Linked DNA regions of Gossypium arboreum: all the other regions are linked to region 3. The links are chromatin contacts, called in public Hi-C maps. All regions are on one chromosome and are shown on one strand. Each heading gives the region's core, a stretch centred on a gene start, on an enhancer-like site or on the middle of the called end of the contact. The rest is flanking DNA. Distances are from core to core; before and after follow the strand shown. Region 1 holds the start of LOC108485503. Region 2 holds the start of LOC108484820 (G-type lectin S-receptor-like serine/threonine-protein kinase RKS1). Region 3 holds the start of LOC108484615.

Region 1 (2,768 bases), core at 145-2,644, 190 kb after region 3:
TTCGAAATATCCACCAAACCTTTATCTTGATTCGCATAATCTTTGTATTCTTGTGAACTATTTTGTCGCCTATTCACTTACTTTGTAAAAGATAGTCACTTTAAATCCTATTTAAATATTTGACAACTATATGTTTTTATAGTAAAATAACCAAGTAATAAACCAATGTTGTGGTTGTGGTGCAAGTCAAGCCACAACCTCTTCAAAATCCTGGTTATCAAAAAACAGTTTAGGCAGAGTAAGAATAGGGTTTGTGCCTCTAATCCACTTATTTTACATATGTCCTATGCTATCTAAATGTTTGACGACTGGTCATGGAGACTCATTCCATTGGAATCATATAACAATAAGATGATTCGGATCTAATATTCAAATATAAGTGCAAGCTCGTACAATATTAATATTTTCAATTTTATAAGACAACTTGGGTTGAGCAAATACGTTGGCCTTTCTGCCATTATATGTTGGGGGTCATATTGAAACTCAAATATATAAAATATGCAGAACAAGAAATTTGTAGAGTTTGAATTTAAAACAACGCCGGGAACAACAAACAAAACATAGATGGGGTCAGGTGAAAAAAAAGGCATCACGAGACAGTCCAATGGCAATGAATAATCATTAAAGAAGCGGCAAAAGTCATAAAGAGAAGGAAAAGTTGTTCTTGTTTATCCCTAATGATTTTGTTTAATAAATGTGGCAACTAATTAATTACATGTTTTTTTTTTTTTTTATTGTTTCCAAACCTGTTAGGTGATATAATGTATGTATTACAAAGAAAGCTGTCAATCTCAAACCTCGTAATTTTCAAGCATGGCGTTGGGGTATGTAACTACTGTCTGTCTCTTATATCATTATTGGCCGTCCCAACGAGTAATCAACCCTTGTTACCTATCAGATTCCTTTCACTAACCTTCTTCAAAATTTAGATTTCCAAAATCATCCTCTACTTTTCCTATAATTTCATCTTTTACACATTTAAAATTTAATCTTTCGATTTAATAATACCGATAAAGGGTTTTCGTTAAATTGAATTATATGACCCTTTTTCTTTTGAAAGAAATGCATATGTGGCCAATTTAAAATAGTGTTGAAGCCCTATAATTAAAAAATATATATCAATTTTCACTTTAAAAAATGTTGAAAATCCTTACAAACCCATATTTAGAATTTGAAACCTTACAAACCCATATTCAAATAGTTTTTATTTACGTTTTTATTTACTTATTTGGCCTTCAATTATTAAATCAAATTAGTAAAAGGACTGAATTCATAAGATTAAAGAAAAGAAAGACTAAATTTCAAATATGTAAAAAATACAAGGAGTGAAAGGTCAATTTCACATAACAGGAACAAAGTATAAGGTCAACATATAAATTAAAAATTGCCAGGCTAGAAATTGGGCAGTCCTTCCTGGCCCCCATTTCTCATTTTCTATCATAGAATTCGACACAGTACTCTGCTAGCCCTAAAAATCAACCTTAAATTTAAAGTTTTAAACCCTTGGAAGGAAGAAAAACCTCAGATCTCCCAAGTTTGTGTCCCAATCTTGGAAAATCATCCCAACAATGTCTCCATCTCCGAAAATTCTGACATCCATAACTTTATTCGGTACTCTGCTTCTTCTCCCTCTCTTAGTCGCCTCTTCCTTACATGATCTCCTTCAGAGTCAAGGCTTGCCTGTTGGTCTTTTCCCAGACAATGTTAAATCCTATAAATTTGACCCTGATGATGGTCGCCTTGAAGTGCACCTGGAAACCCCATGCATGGCCAAGTTTGATGGGAGGGTACACTTTGACCGTGTGGTCACAGCTAATCTTAGCTATGGTGGACTTGTGGGACTTGAAGGCCTCTCTCAGGAAGAGCTGTTTGTGTGGTTTAATGTTAAAGGTATCACTGTTAATGATCCTTCTTCTGGCCTTATTCTGTTTGATATCGGGGTTGCCCATAAACAACTTTCCCTTTCCCTCTTTGAAGATCCTCCTGTTTGCAAGCGTCAAGGTAATCTTTCTTCTCCTACTAATTGAGTTGGATCTTGGATTTGTTTACAATTATTGGTTTCTTTGGTTATGCTAATTTCCTCTGTTTTGGGCAGAGGATGGTATTAGAAATAGTCTAGATCTTTCAAGTTTTCTATTTCTTTTTCTTAGAATTGTGTTGTTAAATCATCTGAAAATGGGTCTTAAAATGCAGGAGTTCTGGCGGAAATTCTTGGAAGGAAGAAGATGGGATTTCAAGTTCAGAGATGATTTGTTCCATTGCTTCATTTTCAAGAGAGATTTTGTTTTTCTTTTTTTCTTTTTTTTTTCTTTCCAAAACAAGATGGGGAAAATGAGTTTGTATTGTAGATGGTATATGTGGAGATGAATGTAAAGATGGGAAATGGAAGATAAGATTTTGCAATCAAGTGACAAATTTTGGGAGTTCATAAACCTGTTAATGGAATGATCGTCTCTTTCACCTAGCTTCTTCATACTCAACAAACTTAAAAGTCGTTTTCTTAAATTTCCAAGCTAAGAATTATAGAATTTGTTTAGCTATTCTAAAGGGTATTTCCATCATTTTGTTCATGGTATTAGTTAACAGCACTTGACATAAAATAGAAAATGTTGTCTTCTTTTTGGGTTTGTTTAGATTTTGTATTAAAATCATTCATAGATTGGGGCTCAAGTTTTATGTCATCCATCCCTATGTTACTATGAGGAAAACAACTGGTTTTTATTTAAGAAATAAGCGAGAGCTGCCTTTGGAACAAGGAATTAGGTATG
Region 2 (2,770 bases), core at 229-2,728, 210 kb before region 3:
TCTGGTCTCATCATAATCCACATAGGTAAGTGATATATATATTTTTTACAAAACATCAATTTCACATCTTAATAAAATGTTTAAACCAATTTTCAACATTTACAAAGTTTCATCAAATTTTAAAAATAATTTCAAATCATTTCTCAAGTTTGGATATACTCAAAACATTAAATGGAGTCTTGGGATTTAAACTGATTAAAAACACAAGTTGCATCTGGGCAAGGCTTGAAATTTAGCCTACTTATTATTGTCCTTTAGCTATTTACTTGCAAATCTTGAGACTTGACTTATTATAACTTTTTCGCTATTGACTTGCAAGTCTCAATACGGCTAAGTTTTAGGACTTAATACAGAGAACCTCAAAATTAGTTAAAAAATACTTTTAAATCATCCCAAACATTATCATATTATATTCATGAGTTTCAAATTATTTTAAAACTATTTTAAACTTCATTCAAGCATAAACTCATCCCATAAACATGGTTATGCCAATTAAAAAATCAAGTCTTAACTAAGTAGAAAATTCCATCATGATTTCAAGTAACACATGAGAACATAGGCCAATGTAATTAGAAACACCTCAACTATCCTAAGCTTTTATGTACATTCCAATGCATTAACATAAGCTAATATAGATCAATAACTTTACAATCTTCAAATTTGGTACAATGATGTAATCCTATCAATAAATAAATTTAAGTTTTTCACAAAGTCTTATTACTTACACATTTTAAACAACTAATAAAAATTTAATTCTTCTTACTTATCAGTTCTTCATTAAGACTCAAATACTCAAATATAATTCACTTTATTTATTTAGATCATCGCCGCTTGTTATATTTTATTTAATTCTTTAACTAGCATTCATTTATATTATATCATTCTTAATTTTGTCCCGGTACATATACATTTTTCACCAATAATCAAAATAACCTACAATACATTCTAAAAAATAATCAAAATAATAATATTTTGAAAAAAAAAGAAATTGACTTGACTCATAAACATGCAGGAGAAAACAATAGTTAAATCACTATTAAAATTTTCAAAGTCATTTGACCCAAATCGAGTAGAAATTGAAAGACTTTTGATGCTTGATGGTTGAACTCATTAGATATCCCTAATATTGCAAGAGAAAATATTAAATTTTCAAGTAGGAGGGGAAAATGGTGGCTATAATTGTTTTCACATACCAATTAACAAGATTGAAATTGAATGTTTCTAAAATCTAATTATGGAAGATAAAATAATCGTCAACCACCTACGCGTATTAAATTTTCAGAACAGAACATTTGTAAGACGGAGTTTAGATATTGACTTGCCTTGACTCGGTAATCTCTCAACGGTTGAGCCAAACGGAAATAAATGCTTAAGAGATTAACACCACTCATTGAAAATCCCCAGTAATTAACGTAATGGGACCATCCACTTTTCAATGCGACACTGAGATCCCAACTGCTCTCTTCAGCAATTCAATATATATCATTGTTCCGGAACACCCGAAGCATGTACTGAAGCGGTGATGAATCCTGTTTTATGGCTTCTCAAAATACTGCTTATTTTCTTTCTTTCTCACTTATCCTTTTCTTCAGACACCATAACGCAACATCACTTCATTAAAGATAACGATGAAGTGATGGTCTCTAGTGGCAATATTTTTGCACTAGGATTTTTCAGCCCTGGCAGTTCTAGTAATCGATATGTTGGCATCTGGTATTATCAACATCCGGGAAGACCGTTGTTTGGGTGGCTAACAGAGAGAATCCCATTAATGATACTTCAAGGGTCTTCTCTATCGACCGTCGAGGAAATCTTGTCCTGTTCCAAACAAACCAAACACTTCCTGTCTGGTCCACAAACATTTCCCTCGCAGGCACTAGCAATTGTATTGCTCAAGTTTTGGATTCGGGAAATCTTGTTTTGATTCGCAATGATACCACAAAGGCGGTACTGTGGCAGAGTTTTGACCATCCAACAAATAATTGGCTTTCATTTCAAAAGATTGGGTTGAATCTTAGAACCGGTCTGAACCTAATATATACGTCTTGGAAGTCTACAGATGATCCAGGGGTTGGGAACTATTCCTTCAGGATGAACCCAAACGGGTCTCCTCAGATGTTTTTGTACAAGGGTTCGACTCCATGGTGGCGAAGCGGACCTTGGACCGGACAAAGATGGAGTGGTATACCTCAAATGACACAGAACTTCATATTTAAAGATACATTTGTCAACACTGGTTATGAAGTATCGTTCTCTTCAGATGTGAGAAATAGCTCCATCATATCAAGAACGCTAGCGAAGGAAACAGGAGTTTTGCAAAGAGAATCATGGAACAATGAAGCGCAACGTTGGATTGTTTTTTATTCGGCTCCAACGGAACTGTGTGATTTTTACGGGCATTGTGGGCCAAATGGTTACTGTAACCCTTATCTCGCAGGTGCTTTCGAATGTACATGTTTCCCAGGATTCCAACCCAAATCACCCGAAGGATGGTTCATAGGAGATTGGACAGGAGGATGCGTGAGGAAGCGAGGTATCTCCATGTGTGGAAATGGAGAAGGGTTCGTCAAGTTTCCACATGCGAAGGTGCCTGACACTTCTGCGGCAGTTGTAAACATGAGTATAGGATTGAAACAATGCAAGGAAAAGTGCTTGAGAAATTGTTCTTGCATGGCTTATGCTAGTGCAAACTCAGAGACTGGAAGAGGGATTGGCTGCTTGACTTGGCATGGAGATTTGATGGATGCGAGGAAATATACCTATACGGGAC
Region 3 (2,700 bases), core at 103-2,602:
CATTCTTATCATACTTAGGTACAGGATGGGACATTGCAGCTACACTCCCTCGCCATTTCTTTGCAAAACATCCAAAACCTTTCACACTCTATTTTGTTAGGGATTTAGTGCTGGTGAGAAAAAGTAGTGCTTTCAATTATGTGATTTTGACATTTCTTATTTCAGCAATTGAAAGAGAAATGAGCCAATGCTTTTCTTTTGTTGATTCAAGTTATGGAAAAATATCATTGAGGTCCCCGGTATTAGGTGTTAAATTGTATATTGTTTCTCTACTTAAAGAAAATGGATAAATTAGTTCATATATATTAGATCAAAGAGCTAACTCGTCTTTTTTGTTAAAAAATTCATCCATTTGTACTCATAAAAATTAGAGGTGAGCATTCGATCGAATCGAGTAAAAAAAATTCAAGTTATTTGAGTTGGTGAGTCCCATTTTATCATCCTAACAAGATTTGAATTTTTTTCAAATCGAGTGAAATTATTAGAATTAAATTAAAAATTAAACATATCAACTTAAAATCTTATTACAATATAACTCATTCAATGTTAGATCATATAAATTGAAACCAAAAATTTTCAAAGCAAAATAAGAGAAAAGAGAGGATATTTTAGTACGATAAACTTAAATAGTTAATTTACTTAATTAGGGCCAACTTTTTTAAAAACTTTTTTACATATTCTTTATTTTCAGAATTTTTTAAAATATAAAATTTTAAATATTTATAAATATTTTGAATTTTAAAACTTATTTTGAACATTTTTTTTAATTTTGTTGAGAAAAATCAATTTGTTCATTTTCAAAATTGACAGAGACCAAAGGGATATTTACACCAATCTGTTATTTGAGTTATTCGAATTATTCAAATTATTCAAATTCAACTCGTCTTGACCTTGAAACCCAAATAACTTATTCGGGTTGACTCAAAAAAATCAAATAACTCAAAATTCAAATTTTTTTTAATTTTTTGAGTCCAATCGAGTTTTACTCACTCGTAATAAAAACTGGCATGATAGATAGAACAACAAATCAATGACATATAACATGTCACATATACCTCACGCTGATATAAATGACCAATTTTTAATAATAGAAATGGATAAATTTTTTAATAAAAGGACCAATTTACTCTTTGATCTAATTATAGGGATTAATCTATCTATTTTTTGTGTAAAATAGATAAAATGAACCCTATATGGTTGTTCTACTATTGAAGTTGCAATGTTGGGTTTTCATGTTTGTGATAATTGATTTTTTTTTTCCTTTTCTTTGTTCAAATAAAAACAAAGAAAACAAAGTTAGGCGGTAGTTATCAAAGTCCAATTTCACAATTCTCCTCACATGTGCATAAACTTTATCTCTCTCCTCATAAGATAAAGGCTATGTGGTAGATATTTTAATGATAAATCTAGATACAACCCCCCCTTGCTCACTGGGAATTGAGTAACATTTTCCTTTTTTCTGGAAAATTCAGGTTTGAGATTTGATGAATCTGTAATGGCCAATTACAGCTCCAACTATTATTATGAAGCTAATTCTGGTGAGTATTATCAAACTCCCTATTGTGATAGTAGCCATGATTATGTTTCATCACAAGACTTAGAAGCTCATTCTAGCTATGGCTATGCATACAAGGATTACAATTCTTTCCAATACGATTCAGCTCCATGTTATGGTGCTTATGATCCTGAAATTGGTCGCTCGGCTGTTGCATACTCTTCGTATACTTCCAGTGAGCCTAACTATGTTGAGTATGCCCTAAACCCTTATGGTGAAGATTATGGTACTGTAAAGACTCGGTTAATTGTCTCATATTCTGTCTCAGAGTTCAATGAGCCTGAATTTGAAGAGTATGATCCAACGCCTTATGGCGGTGGTTATGATCTTGATGCAACATATGGCAAACCCCTGCCCCCTTCCGAGGGAATATGTTATCCACGTTCATCAGGGGATCCGAATGATCAATCCTTGAAAACCTTTTCTTATGGGTCTATAGAGTCGCCTTATGGGAAAGGAGTTGATAAACTGGTAGAAAAGCCTAGCAATGGAAGCAAAACAGCCACAGTCAAGGACCAAGAGCAGCAAACCCAGGGAAGTAACGAAGTTGGTAATGTGGGTTCTAATGGCAGGCCTGTAGAGTCATATCAAGGTGAAGAGAATAAGGAAAGTTACACTGATGGTTACCCTTATGGTGCTGAATATGAAAAGAGAGTGTCTCAAATCCCTCCAGGGTATGGCTTAGAAGCAATGGACCTTTGTGAAAGTTTGTTTGGTTACTGGCCCTGCCTGGATCGTGCAAAGAGAGAGAACGATTATCGAAATTGCTATGGTCCTCAAGGAGTAAACTGCCCATGGGAGGAGACTGCAGACTATCTTTTTGGTAATTCGTATCCTTATGGTGAAAGATGGGGCAGTGGAGGTATTTACGAGAACCCAATCTTCAATTACGAAAGGCATTATCAGGGACAACTTATATCAAGGCAGATGGAGTATCAAGAGGAACATTCATGGTTGAATTAGTTTCCTTGTTTTAGAAGGAAACATGTAGCAGTATGAACAATTCCATCTGTAAATAAGTCTGTGATTTTCCCACTAGATCCATAATCCGCGGTCGGTATTAATTTTAGTTGTTGCTGAATAATTCCAAGAACTTCTTTTTCAAATGTTTTAAGCAATATACTTGCTGTAAAATCTGTAAAATT

Evidence for each region. A called contact is a pair of places that touch in the nucleus more often than the background predicts.
Region 1: a contact with region 3 is called in a Hi-C map of leaf, with 2.9 times the contacts expected there. The contact joins the promoter of LOC108485503 here to the promoter of LOC108484615 in region 3. A contact is called at or near these places in 2 of 5 Hi-C or Micro-C datasets (both in leaf).
Region 2: a Hi-C map of leaf shows a contact between it and region 3, with 4 times the contacts expected there. The contact joins the promoter of LOC108484820 here to the promoter of LOC108484615 in region 3. A contact is called at or near these places in 2 of 5 Hi-C or Micro-C datasets (both in leaf).

What each region holds. Positions count from the first base shown.
Region 1 is chr6:56,465,008-56,467,775 of ASM2569848v2, forward strand. It overlaps LOC108485503, which reads left to right and starts at 1,395. Exons shown (of 2, transcript XM_017789355.2): 1 at 1,395-2,001; 2 at 2,194-2,432. The coding sequence starts at 1,569. The coding sequence ends at 2,249.
Region 2 is chr6:56,073,126-56,075,895 of ASM2569848v2, forward strand. LOC108484820 (G-type lectin S-receptor-like serine/threonine-protein kinase RKS1) reads left to right here and starts at 1,479. Exons shown (of 8, transcript XM_053029515.1): 1 at 1,479-1,715; 2 at 1,718-2,770. The coding sequence starts at 1,523.
Region 3 is chr6:56,279,337-56,282,036 of ASM2569848v2, forward strand. LOC108484615 reads left to right here and starts at 1,353. Exons shown (of 2, transcript XM_053029440.1): 1 at 1,353-1,538; 2 at 1,634-2,700. The coding sequence starts at 1,524. The coding sequence ends at 2,518.